Regions from separate parts of the Mus musculus genome. Here regions 1 and 3 are each linked to region 2. The links are chromatin contacts, called in public HiChIP or PLAC-seq maps. All regions are on one chromosome and are shown on one strand. The core of a region is the stretch at or near the end of the contact, and the rest is flanking DNA. Distances in the headings are between cores, read along the strand shown. Region 1 overlaps Fmn1 (formin 1). Region 2 overlaps Fmn1 (formin 1). Region 3 overlaps Gm46756 (a long non-coding RNA gene).

What was found. HiChIP or PLAC-seq counts read pairs in DNA pulled down with a chosen protein or histone mark.
Region 1: a contact with region 2 is called in a CTCF HiChIP or PLAC-seq map of the NIH/3T3 cell line, with 15 read pairs. The contact joins two enhancer-like sites. A contact is called at or near these places in 1 of 15 datasets of contacts at CTCF or cohesin (the NIH/3T3 cell line), 1 of 484 Hi-C or Micro-C datasets (nephron progenitors) and 3 of 9 other capture datasets (adipose tissue, liver and pancreatic islet).
Region 3: a CTCF HiChIP or PLAC-seq map of the NIH/3T3 cell line shows a contact between it and region 2, with 13 read pairs. The contact joins two enhancer-like sites. A contact is called at or near these places in 1 of 15 datasets of contacts at CTCF or cohesin (the NIH/3T3 cell line), 4 of 484 Hi-C or Micro-C datasets (adipose-derived mesenchymal stem cells, embryonic fibroblasts, granulosa cells and 1 more), 1 of 115 datasets of contacts at active chromatin or transcription factors (the NIH/3T3 cell line) and 4 of 9 other capture datasets (adipose tissue, liver, macrophages and 1 more).

The regions. Positions count from the first base shown.
Region 1 is chr2:113,620,211-113,623,837 of GRCm38.p6, reverse strand. The region is part of intron 15 of Fmn1 (formin 1); the gene reads right to left. Among named protein-coding and RNA genes, the nearest start is that of 4930533B01Rik, 87 kb to the left of the region's middle. Within about 2 kb of position 2,002, at least 45 of the 459 cell types and tissues checked have an H3K27ac peak or open chromatin away from gene starts, as enhancers often do. A contact at or near this core is called in the NIH/3T3 cell line, where this site is marked.
Region 2 is chr2:113,688,002-113,692,063 of GRCm38.p6, reverse strand. It overlaps Fmn1 (formin 1), which reads right to left. Exons shown (of 20, transcript NM_010230.2): 17 at 3,904-3,955. 4930533B01Rik (RIKEN cDNA 4930533B01 gene) reads left to right here. Exons shown (of 6, transcript NR_040614.1): 6 at 726-1,011. Among named protein-coding and RNA genes, the nearest start is that of 4930533B01Rik, 19 kb to the left of the region's middle. Within about 2 kb of position 2,298, at least 30 of the 459 cell types and tissues checked have an H3K27ac peak or open chromatin away from gene starts, as enhancers often do. A contact at or near this core is called in the NIH/3T3 cell line, adipose-derived mesenchymal stem cells, embryonic fibroblasts and 1 more, where this site is marked.
Region 3 is chr2:113,763,030-113,766,662 of GRCm38.p6, reverse strand. Gm46756 (a long non-coding RNA gene) reads right to left here. Exons shown (of 2, transcript XR_003954050.1): 2 at 637-3,348. Among named protein-coding and RNA genes, the nearest start is that of Gm46756, 3.7 kb to the right of the region's middle. Within about 2 kb of position 1,487, at least 22 of the 459 cell types and tissues checked have an H3K27ac peak or open chromatin away from gene starts, as enhancers often do. A contact at or near this core is called in the NIH/3T3 cell line, adipose-derived mesenchymal stem cells, embryonic fibroblasts and 1 more, where this site is marked.

The DNA of each region.
Region 1 (3,627 bases), core at 753-3,252, 68 kb after region 2:
GAGCAGATCTCTGGCTCCAGAGATTTATCAGGTGATGTGCTGGGGCGGGTGGTTCCAGAGTCCACAAAGAGGAAAGGATATCAGAAGGCACTATAAACATAGGGGGCTTAGAGTTTTCTTTAAACAAGCTGTTTTCTTTAAACAGCTCACCGTGAAGATACTCGACTGGAGTTTTTTTGTTTGTTTGTTTGTTTTTTGGTTTTTTTGTTTTTGTTTTTTTTTTTTTTTTCTTCCAAGACAGTGCTTCTCTGTATAGCCCTGGCTGTCCTAGAACTCACTTTGTAGACCAGGTTGGCCTTGAACTCAGAAATCAGCCTGCCTCTGCCTCCCCAGTGCTGGGATTAAAGGCGTGCACCACCACACCCGGCTCGACTGGAGATTTTAATTGAAGTAAAGGAGCAGACCATGAAAGAGCTTGAGAGTGGGAATCCAGGGTATTACTCAGAACATGTTAAGCTTGAAATGATAACTAGACACTCATGTTGTATATAAAAGCATGCACTCGAGGACACATGACTGAGACAGAAATACACCAGGGAGTCATTGACATAAAATTGGTATTTAAAGCCACAGCAATAGATGGGTTGCCAAGGAGGGACCATAGCCAGAGAAGAGAGGGCTTCAGCACACAGCCTGGGGCATGCAGACACTGCAGGAGAGGCCAGCTGGGAGGAAAAATGAGAAACGAGGAATGCAGAATTATCCAATGCAAGAGGAAAGCAGTACAGCGGGAAGGGCAAAGTGTACACCAGCCCTATACAGTTCTGTCCATCAAAGAAAATGGACAGGGAGGTGACTGGTGAATCTGCCGCCATGGGAGTCACTGACAACATCACAATGTTCACTGCTAAGTGGGGGCGGGGAGTGGTATGCTGAGATGGAGACCGGTAGGCTAGGCAGAGACCCACTCTGTAGCCATGTATGTATAGTTAAGTTTTAATATGTGTGTGAAATTAAGATGGAGAAAGAATGGCTAAAGCACAGGTGGGCCAAGGAGAGTTTGTTTTCAGGTGACATGAAAAACCTGCCATAGGCCACATGCTTGAACACTGCCTTCAGCTAGTGGTGCTGTTTTGGAAGGCTGTAGAACAGTAATGAGGTAGCTCTCTGCTGGAAGAGAGAGTCGACTGGGAGAAGAACTTGAGGGTCTGTGTCTAGACCCAGTTCCTGTCCACTATCTGCTTCCTGACTGACCATGAGATGTAAACAGCCAAAGTTGAGATTTTTGTGACCATGCACTCCCAGCCATGGTAGGCTATATCCACCTGGAACTGTAAAGCCAAAAGAAATTCTTTCTTGATAGGGACTTCATCAAATTAGATCAGAGAGCACTAGATGGAACAATGGGTAAAAATCTTGCTATGCAACCACAGAGACCTGAGGGATGAAGGAGGCTAGTGACTACTCAGTCTATCTGAAACAAACAAGCTCAAGGTTCAGTGAGAGGCCTTGCCTCAAGAAAAAGAAAAAAAAATGGTTGAGGAAGATGTAAAGTCAACCTCTGGCCTCTGCACATATTTGTACACACACACACACACACACACACACACACACACACACACATACACACACACACACACACACACACATCAGATCAGTTTCTAGTTGCTGAGATGTTTCAGAGATCCTCTTATGGAGTAGGACTCTGTCGAAAGGACCTTCCATTGGGCTGCTCTGATTAAGTACAGAAGGGTCACAGCCCTCTAGGGAGTGGGTGCCTCTTTCTCCAGAGGAATGTTGTATAAAAATAAACCCTCCAGGAATCTCAGGCCTAGGGGAATCCCATGATTCTGATTCACTTCACTGAGGGAGGCTGCTGGAGATCAAATGCACCTTAATGTCCCATGATTGTGAGTATTTTGCATGAAGAAATTTAAGCAGAAGTGACAGGGCTAAGTGAGGACCTGCCAACATGCTTTAGGACTTCTGGAAAGATTTGCGAAGCCGGGCCACCAACTGCAGCCTTTGCACGGCATTGTCTACACTATTCATAGGACCCTCCTATCGGACATCAGAGCTGAGTCACAGTTTCCACTGTGATGATTATGTGGTTATGGGTGCAGCCTTGGTCTGTGAGACATTAGCATGAAAAATATTCATTAATCACCTACCCACGACTAGCCTAAATACAGATGGATTGGGCATGATTTGATTTATAGAGTGTTAAATGATCCAGCCATATACCAAAAAATGTTCCTTGCATAGGTCTTCATGAAAATTGTCATCTTCAGAAGCCTTCATTTGAACTAATGACTGTAATTCTAGCAGGTCTTGTGAGGTATATAAATACATAACTTGAAAGATAAAGCATTATCAAGAAGGATTTGTGACTATGTTGCCATAAATCCATTTGTTTAGAGAAATAAGGATATTTCAAGCAACAGACAGAAAAGCTGGATCAGTCATCCCTGCACCGGGGAGGCTGAGGCTGGAGGATAATGAGCTGCAGGCTAGCCTGGGCTACATAGTAAGTTTTAGCTTAGGCTGGGTTGTGGAATAACACCCTGTCTCCAAAAAAAAGTCTTTGTATGAGAGAGAAAGAGAGAGGGGAAAAAGAGAAGAAAGAAAAGAAGGAGGGAGGGAGGAGGGGAGGGAGGGAGGGAGGGAGGGAGGGAGGGAGGGAGGGAGGAGGGAAAAAAGGAAGGAAGAAAAGAAGGAGGGAAGGAGGGAGGGACAGAAGGAGGGAAGGAAAGAAGGAAGGAGGGAGGGAAAAAAGAGAGGGACAAAGAGAGATTGTGTGTGTGGGGTGTGTGTGTGAGAGAGAGAGAGAGAGAGAAAGAGAGAGAGAGAGAGAATGGAAAACAAATGGCAATTCAGCAAGGCCAACTTCCAGATTGACTCTAAGCCATGTGTGGCAGGAGCTAAGCATGACATTACTAGGCTTCTACAGGGAAGGAAATTCATCTTGGAGAAGACCAACAGTTAGCTTCTCAAAAGTACTATAAAGGTAACAGACACATGTGCAGAAAATTAAAATAACAATATAAACCTACTAGTGGAAAACTCTTCCATGGTACCATGGCGAGAACGGAGCCGGCATTTTCCCTTTCGTTTTTTCTATGTCTAGGTCTCTGTATCACAGCCTTGCTGTCTGTAACAATTGTAACAACACACAGGTTGCCTTTATCCATGAGCTTTTATATACCTACAATTGCCAACATAACATGTATAATTTCTATTAATCTTTCACTTATACTTTCTGACATTCTTTTGTAAAATTCATGAGCATTGTATTTTAGAGTCATAAGAAATTTTCAACTGCACACGCCATCGGTCACTTAGCAGTTCCGCTACAGCTGGGCAGGAAAGCCTTTCTGCAGCAGCCTACAGGGAGTCGGGGGCTAAGCTATGGCTGTCTCCATACAAATGTATTCTGAGTTCAGGTTTGCCTCCTTAGGCTGTAGCAGGCTAAACTACATGAAAAGTGGGAAAACAGTTCTCGGAGTTCTCAAAACATGGTGGCCACATCACTTTTGGTACAGCCAAAGCTTACACTACTGCGAGAGATGACAAGGAGAGTCTTTGAAAACTGTGATTTCCATGCGACTCTGCAGAGGTGGGTGAGCCCCAGAGGCTAGAACTGTGTCTGCCACGGAATACAGCAACTTAAAGTGATTATTCTCTAGA
Region 2 (4,062 bases), core at 1,049-3,548:
CAGGACTGGCCAGCCAGGTTCATTACTCAATACTCTATCATCTGCTCAGGCATGGTGTTTTTTTGTGGCCATCCTGAATACTGAGTTTCTAATGGGACTCTATTCGGTGGTGATTGTAAAACCCCGAAGCCCTGTGACTATTATAGAGCATACTTTCATCTCCTCCTCGGTTATTGGGCAATATGTATCTCATAAGGTTTTATCACATTTCACAGATGAACTGTTAATTGATTCCATGGCTACGATTAGGTGAGATCCAAGCTGGAACTGCTGCTCCAAGTCTCATAAATTCTGTGTGCTTCTGTAAATAACAAATCTGTTTTTAATGCAAATTAAAACTACTGGCCAGGGAATTTGGCTCCTAGTTATTAAAAGACTACAAGTGTTTAAATGGAGAAAGGCAATGATGAGAGTAATCTCTGAAGGACTTTCTAATAATCCCAAATGCACATATTGTGAAGCAAAATCAGTAATCATAGAGAGTAGTGAAGTCTATTCTTTCCCTACATCTACAGCTGTCAAAATACTGACAAAATCAAATGAGTGTTCTATATCCTATATTCTTGCATCGTTCACCATGGAATTTACATTGATTGTACTATGAGGATATATAGAAACTTAAACAACCAAAGAGGCAGGCTGTGGATTTCATACTGGGTTATTGGGTTTGGATCTAGAGCGGCCAGGCAGGTTAACATTTCCAATATTCTCATTCTATCCTACAGATGAGACAATGGAGTTCTGGGAAGACCGAATGTCCCCATTCACCATCAGAGCTGGGTCTCCATTCAGGTTCCTGACTCCCTGTGAGACACATGTCCTGCTCTCCCCTTCAGTTGTTTATGGGCACTGACACAGGCACCTCCCACACAGAACACTCACTTCCTCCCATCCTCCTTTAGACTCATGTGTCACACATGAGCATGGGTCACCCCAGGAGGGCACACCATCATTTTCCCCCTTCTTTCTTTCTGTCCACTTTCTACACAGAAATGGGCTTGTATGTACACTGACACAGGAGAAAGTATTTCACTTTGTATCCAGAGGACTCATTATCTTCCTATCTCATAGCAGGGTGTAGTGTTGAGCATACATGACTAATCGCCAGGATTCCTCCATCGCCTGAACACCACCTCTGTATTATCTGGAACCCACATTTGGACACACTAGAAAAACCGGTGCAGTCTCAGAAGCAACAGTGTTGCTGACATTTAACACAAATATGTCAGTGGCCTGGGGATTTCTCTTTCCAAAACTTTGTCTTCTTAGCCTCTTGCTCTGTGTGTGTGTGTGTGTGTGTGTGTGTGTGTGTGTGTGTGTGTGTGTGTGTGTTTTCAAGGGGTTGGATTTGGGAGGCCTTGCTCACCTCTGTCAGAAGAGCTGAAAATTAAAAGACATGCTGGATTTCAGCATGTTTCCCCTAAGTGTTTTGGGAACCCGGACAGCAAGTGACTGTTCAGAAGAAGCAAGTACAATCCAGGGTCTGCTTTGATGATGGCACAGCAATGCTGACAGACAGAGCCACTCTGAGGAGGTGCCTGCCTCATTTGACCCCAGTGATTCCTTTCTATTGAAGACAAAGCTCAGCACTGCACTATGAACCTACCATGTCTGATAATGTCCAGACTACTGCCCTCTCCAGCCAAAATGTTCTTCACAAAACTTCAGTTTTGGTTTACACAACAGTGCACCGAAAACTTGAAATTTGGACAAGAAAAAAAAATCACTGATATTTAATTGCCAGGGGGACTCTTCTCCAACAGACAGCAGACAAAGGATGCTGCGTGCTTCTTGAAATGTCCAATTCTCAGAACATAACTCCCAAATAGCATTCAACTTTTTAAAAAAGATTAATTTCTAATCATATGTTTTGTTTTATACCAACTTATTTCATCTCACTTTAAAGTGGTCTCCAACTCTACTCCATTACATTTCCTCGTCTGATCTACATCCTTTTAATTTGGCCAAACATTTTTTTTTTTTTTTTTTTAAGGACAGATGATGAAGTGCCCAGAGCCAAAAAACAAAGTGCTCTCTATACTTGACGTGGAGATGCTGGAGTGGAACACTTCCCCTCACTGTTCATTCTCTCATGTGTGCCTTCAGAAACTGCTTAGGGAAAGCAAATAGCCCTTAGCCTCAGAGTAAATTGTTTCTCTTGAGAATCAAACATAGGAATTTACCAAGTCTCACACGAATATTGCAACACTAACCACAACCTCCTTAAAGAGTGCAAGCCAACAACCGTGGTTTCTACATTAAAGATGAGATCTGACATATTTCAAGGATGACCTGAAAGCTAGACTACCTTCACCACAAAGCCACGGAAAATGCTGACAACCCAAAGTTATGACTCCCTTAGCATGTCTAATGCACAGCAGCAGCCTGGGCCTCGCCAATGTGAGCCCCTTGCCCTTCAGCAAAAAGTCTTGAAAAGGGATTAGGAGCTTGACATGCACCCCGGAAGCCGAACTGCCGCTTGGCCTGATACCAGCCTGCCCTTGTTGATGGTCTCTTCTCTGAGTGCTGAGTGTCTCTGACACTAATTTTACACACCAAGGAAAGAAAGTGTAATGTGGGGGTGAGTCCAATTGAGGGGAGCCAAAATCTGGAAGCACAAGCATGTAATTGTCTGAGTTTTAGACAATTATCATGATAGGATGCTGCTCATGACTGGAGAACATGTCTGCACTTAGGAAACTACAGGACTGGCCCTTCATCTTGCTTTCATCGGTATCTTAATTTTGTTGGCAGATTCGGGCAGGAAGCAGGACTAAGCGCTGGCACCTGTCTCTGGGTTATTAGAACTCTCCAGAATTGCAGCAAGAGCGAAAGAAAATGGCGCATTCCTCGTTGAGGCATTCTTACTTATGTCCATCACTGCGAAGTTCTTCTCAGCTATTTTGTAAAGCCTATTTTTCCCCCCTTAGACGCTATTTCCAAGCCCAGTTCCTGCATTTAATTACTGGGAACTTTTAGAATATTTTACCATCACATGTATCCCAGTCTTCTCCTCTGAAGGACAATGCCCCCTTCCACTTCCTTCTAGAAGGGAGGTACATCCAAGGAACTGGCACAGTGAACTAAGAACCTTCCCTTCAGGGATTCAAACAGATGGACAGAGGAAGTGACAGACTCTGGTGTCTACTGAGAGAAGCCGGGGTCAGGAAGAGGGGCTAGGCTCAAAGGAGGAACTCTAGGCTCTCTTCTGACTTCTGGTTGGAGTGTCTGTATGCAGAACGTAGTCCCTTTCTCCTTCTGTCCCTTGTCTATGAAAGCCTCTAGGATCTGAGCAAAGAAACTGAAATAACCTTCCTAGCTATTTATGCAACTGGCCTAACCTAGTTACAATGTTGAAAGAAAGCAACTCTCTTCCTAACGTCCGTGAGCCCGTTTAGGAGCAGAGTTGGCAGGAGAGGCAAGCGGATGGAACAGGATCATGGTATATATGATGGCAAGGTGGGGGGGGGGGGGTCTCCTATGGCTCACAGTTCACAGAGGTCTCAACGGACAGGGCCAAAGCACTGGCTGCTCAAACACAACGCAAGTGAGCTAAGTTAGTCATAAAAGTCCAAATGCTACAGGGCTCCATAAGGAGGTAGGAAGTGCAGGAGTGGCTGTCCAGGCCTTGTGGGGGAAAGGGTATAGGAGAGGAGCTGTGTGTGTGTGTAGGGGGGAGTGGGAGTGGGGTGACGGTGATCGGAAATAAATAATACATAAGTGGGGTGGGGGTGGGGGTGAACCTCTGAGTATGCTACTTACTCCTGAGAGTGTGACTGTGGACAGTTTCAGATAGAGTTCTGGAGACTGATGGTTGGGTAGCAATGGGAATATTCCCTATGGTAATAAAAAGAGAGGATGCCTAGTCTGAGAAAGAACGGAGACCAAATCACAGATGCTTACCTTTTCTGTGCATTCTCCAAGTGACTTTCTTCCATCTTGTGCTCTTTTTTGGCTGTGAAAGAGAAATAAGTATGATTAGATCATTTTTCAATATCATATCCTTACTCACTCCCACTATTCATCATGGGAATTCAGAAATGCATTCTGTGTCACATGCAT
Region 3 (3,633 bases), core at 238-2,737, 75 kb before region 2:
GAGCACTATGCTCTTTCCAACTGTTTTATAGTGATGGGTCATACACCGTGTCCCATTGCTCCTGGTGAATGGGGAGCCAAGGAGCACAGGGGTGTGTTCTCTGATCCCATAGCAATCATAACAATGGAAGCTCTCCTAGAGGGCTGTGATCCAGAACCACAATGCTTAGCTATCCAGTGAGTTTCCTCTAAAATGTAAAAACCAGAGCAGGCTGAGAACAGTGGGAGCTTCTTTGTGGTTGTGTGATTGTCACCCAAAGGAGATCGAGAACAACTCTGTACTTTTGATGGCAATGAATGTTTCTGTCTTCCAGGGAGGCAGTGAATAAGAAATGGTTCTTGTCCATTCTTACACATATCTCACAGGAAGGAAATGCATGAAAATTAGACAAATGATCAAGCTGGGTGATATGAAAACCTGGTAAGAGCTAGCAAGGGCTTAGGGCAGAAGAAGTGTAGAGTTCAGTGCTGGTCCTAGGTGTTTGCTCAAGGGTTAATGAGGCAGCATGGTGGACATGAGCAGGACAGCAGAGAAACCTTGGCAGCCATCCAGATGTGCAGTGATCCTGACCTGGACTGGGGACACTTTGAAGTCAAATATGTGAACTGCCACTGGCAACCAAGGTTTGGGTGAACACCAGTATGGTTCCCATGGGGATGGGATAAAACAAGCCAGAGGACAGCTGACGAGACTCACAGCACTTTAGCTCTGATTCAGCTCAGCCTGTGCTAGACATACAGGCACTCAAAGATGAGGGTAGATGTACTTCTCTGTGCACTTAGGGCTGGTTTGTTCAAGAGCAGAGGGAGCCTGAGACAACAAGGGAAACACTGAACACAGGGTAAAAATGAATGACTATTTTGTTTGAGGTCCATCCTCAAATTCCTTGCTATATCTAGGCAACTTAATATCCATATTAAATACCTAGACTGGAAATGCAATTCTTGCTTTGAAAGCTTTCTTCATAGTGACAAGGTTCTTTTCCTTGGATTGGTGCCATGGAATTGACTTGTCAATAACTGCCATTAAAAAGCTAAAACTTCTGTACCATGTAGAGGAGCTGTCTGTCTTTGAAATAAACACAAATCCTTATTTAGAAGCACTCGAGCATCCCTCTCTTCCCCATTCTTCTTTTTAACTCCTGTCCTTATATTTATCTCCTTTCCCCTCTCCCTCCCTCCCTCCCTTCCTTCTTCCTTCTTCCTTCTTCCTTCTTCCTTCTTCCTTTCTTTCTAAGAAGACTGGAAACCTAACAGAGGCCCAGGCTAGGTTTTCTAGAGTAGTAAGAAAAAAAAATCAGCATATCTTGAAGGAAAATCCACTCTTCACTGTCTAAAAACAGTGGATTGCTCTGGTTGGCAATGTGGCTGCTGTATGAATCGTTGCGATTGATTTTGAGCAAGGTTTCGGTCTATTACAACATGCCTTCATGACAGTGAATCAAATGTGATTCATTCTCTAGGATCATTGTGTGGTCCAACCACTTCCCTCTAATATGAAGGAAACGAAGGAATGTGGCCTCCACTCGGGTGCCTGAGATCCTGCAGTCCCCTTGCTGCTCAGGGTGATGTGATGATCAGAGTCACCAGGAATCTTACTGCACCTGGCAGACACATGGGAGATCATCTGAAGCCAGTGTCTGGGGACACAGAGCCCCCACATGCTGCCCACTTCAAAGCTTGTCCATTTTATTTTGTTTCTCTTGTTAAATAGACAAGCAACATGGGGTACAGAAACAAACATTACAGTCAAGATTACCTTGCCCTGTTGGAAATGTTTTCCCCATTCAGGAGTTCTTTCAGTGTTAGGGTAAACAGGCTGGATGCTCATCTCCAAGGTTTCTTTTGCATTTTAGATGAGATTTCTCTGATAATTGTTTTCTTCCTTGTCTGATTCTTTCAATGATACTGTGTTTCTCTGGAGAGTGTGCCCTCTGTAGACATCACGTGCTTGATGTCCATGAGGCTCTCTGCAGACATGGATAGACAAGTGGTTAGTTTATATAAAGCACACGTGTATTGCTCTGACATAGGCAGTGACAAGAAAATAGTTTACTTTTTTCATTGTTTTTCTTTTAAAAAGGAATGAGGAATCAGATTCCGGATGACCCAACTTTCTAATCCAGGAAGCAAAGGAGCAGAGAAGACTTCAATTTAGGGACCAACAAGATGGTTCTCTAGGTAAATGTGCTTGCTGCACAGGCCTGTCAACATGAGTTCGAGTCCCAGAACTCACCTAGAGATGGAAGGAGAGACTCAACTCCACAAGTCTGTCCTCTGATCTCCACAGTGCACTGTGGTGCGCATGCCCAAGGCACACACACACACAGCATTCTCTCACACACAATCGTAATGAATACATAAAATTTACAATGTTTAAACTTTGACCTTTGCTTGCCAAATGCCAAGTTCAGGTTTATCTGTAAAAGGGAAATCAGGCCTGAGACTTATTCCCCCACCTTTATTCTTAAGCTCTCTCTATTATGCAAACACCAAAACACTGAACTTATTTGTAATTTCCTAATTTAAAACATAGACATGTGCTTACCTAGAACCAGAAAGACCATTGCCACACATCCTCTCAGGTGTGGATCCTAGCTTCAAAATCCAGAGTCTGTGTTTAATTTGGAATAGCTGCAGAAGCCAGAAAGCTAGAAAACAGCCACTCGAGGGTGGAAGAGAAAAGTCTCAAGGGAGGTTAGGCAGCAGAATAGAGGTGGCATGAAGGGAGACAGGGGTGGGGGTGGGGGGACTGAGAGAAAGACAACGCAAGTGTGGGGGATGGTGCGTGGAGGGCAGAAGTGAGTACGGTATGGGGAAGGCTAACTAGAGAAACATAATTTATAAGCTCTTCAAAAAAATAAAATAAAAGAATGTGGCCCAAAGGCTAAGAGTGCTTGCTACTGTCCCTGAGGACTTGAATCTGGGTAACAGTACCCACATCAAGTCACTTACAATCATCTGTAACTTTAGCTCCATGGGGTTCCAATGCATTCTTCTGACCTCTGTGGGCAGCCACATCTGTGTGGAATATACATATACAAAACAAACAAACAACCATTAAATAGTTTTTAAAATACACATTACATATAATTTTTAAAAGGAGTTTGCCCCTCCAACACATAGAGGACTTGAAGTTAGGAGGGAGGTAAGGCATTAAAGACAACTGGAAAGAGATAATGTTGGATGGATATAATCAAAATGCATTGTATAAATGGGGGGTAGTGGTATGGTACACACAATTAATCTCAGCACAGGGGAGGTAGTAGCAGGCTGATCTCTATGAGTTTGAGACTAGTCTGGTCTACAGAGATCCAGGACAGCAGGGGGCCACATACTGAGACCCTGTCTAAGATAGGAAGAAAGGAAGAGGAGGAGGAAGAGGAGGAGGAGGAGGAGGAGGAGGAAGAGGAAGAGGAAGAAGAAGAAGAAGAAGAAGAAGAGGAAGAAGAGGAAGAAGAAGAAGAAGAAGAAAAGAATTATTTAAAGAATAAATAAAATATTATTTTACAAAGAGGGTTGACTGGAGGTGCCTTAGATATGAAGATAATTCACCTCCCAGAAACCTTGGGTTATTAAAAATCCACATGCCAAATGTGGATTATTTCTTTATGAGTTGTTGGTCAGGTTGGTC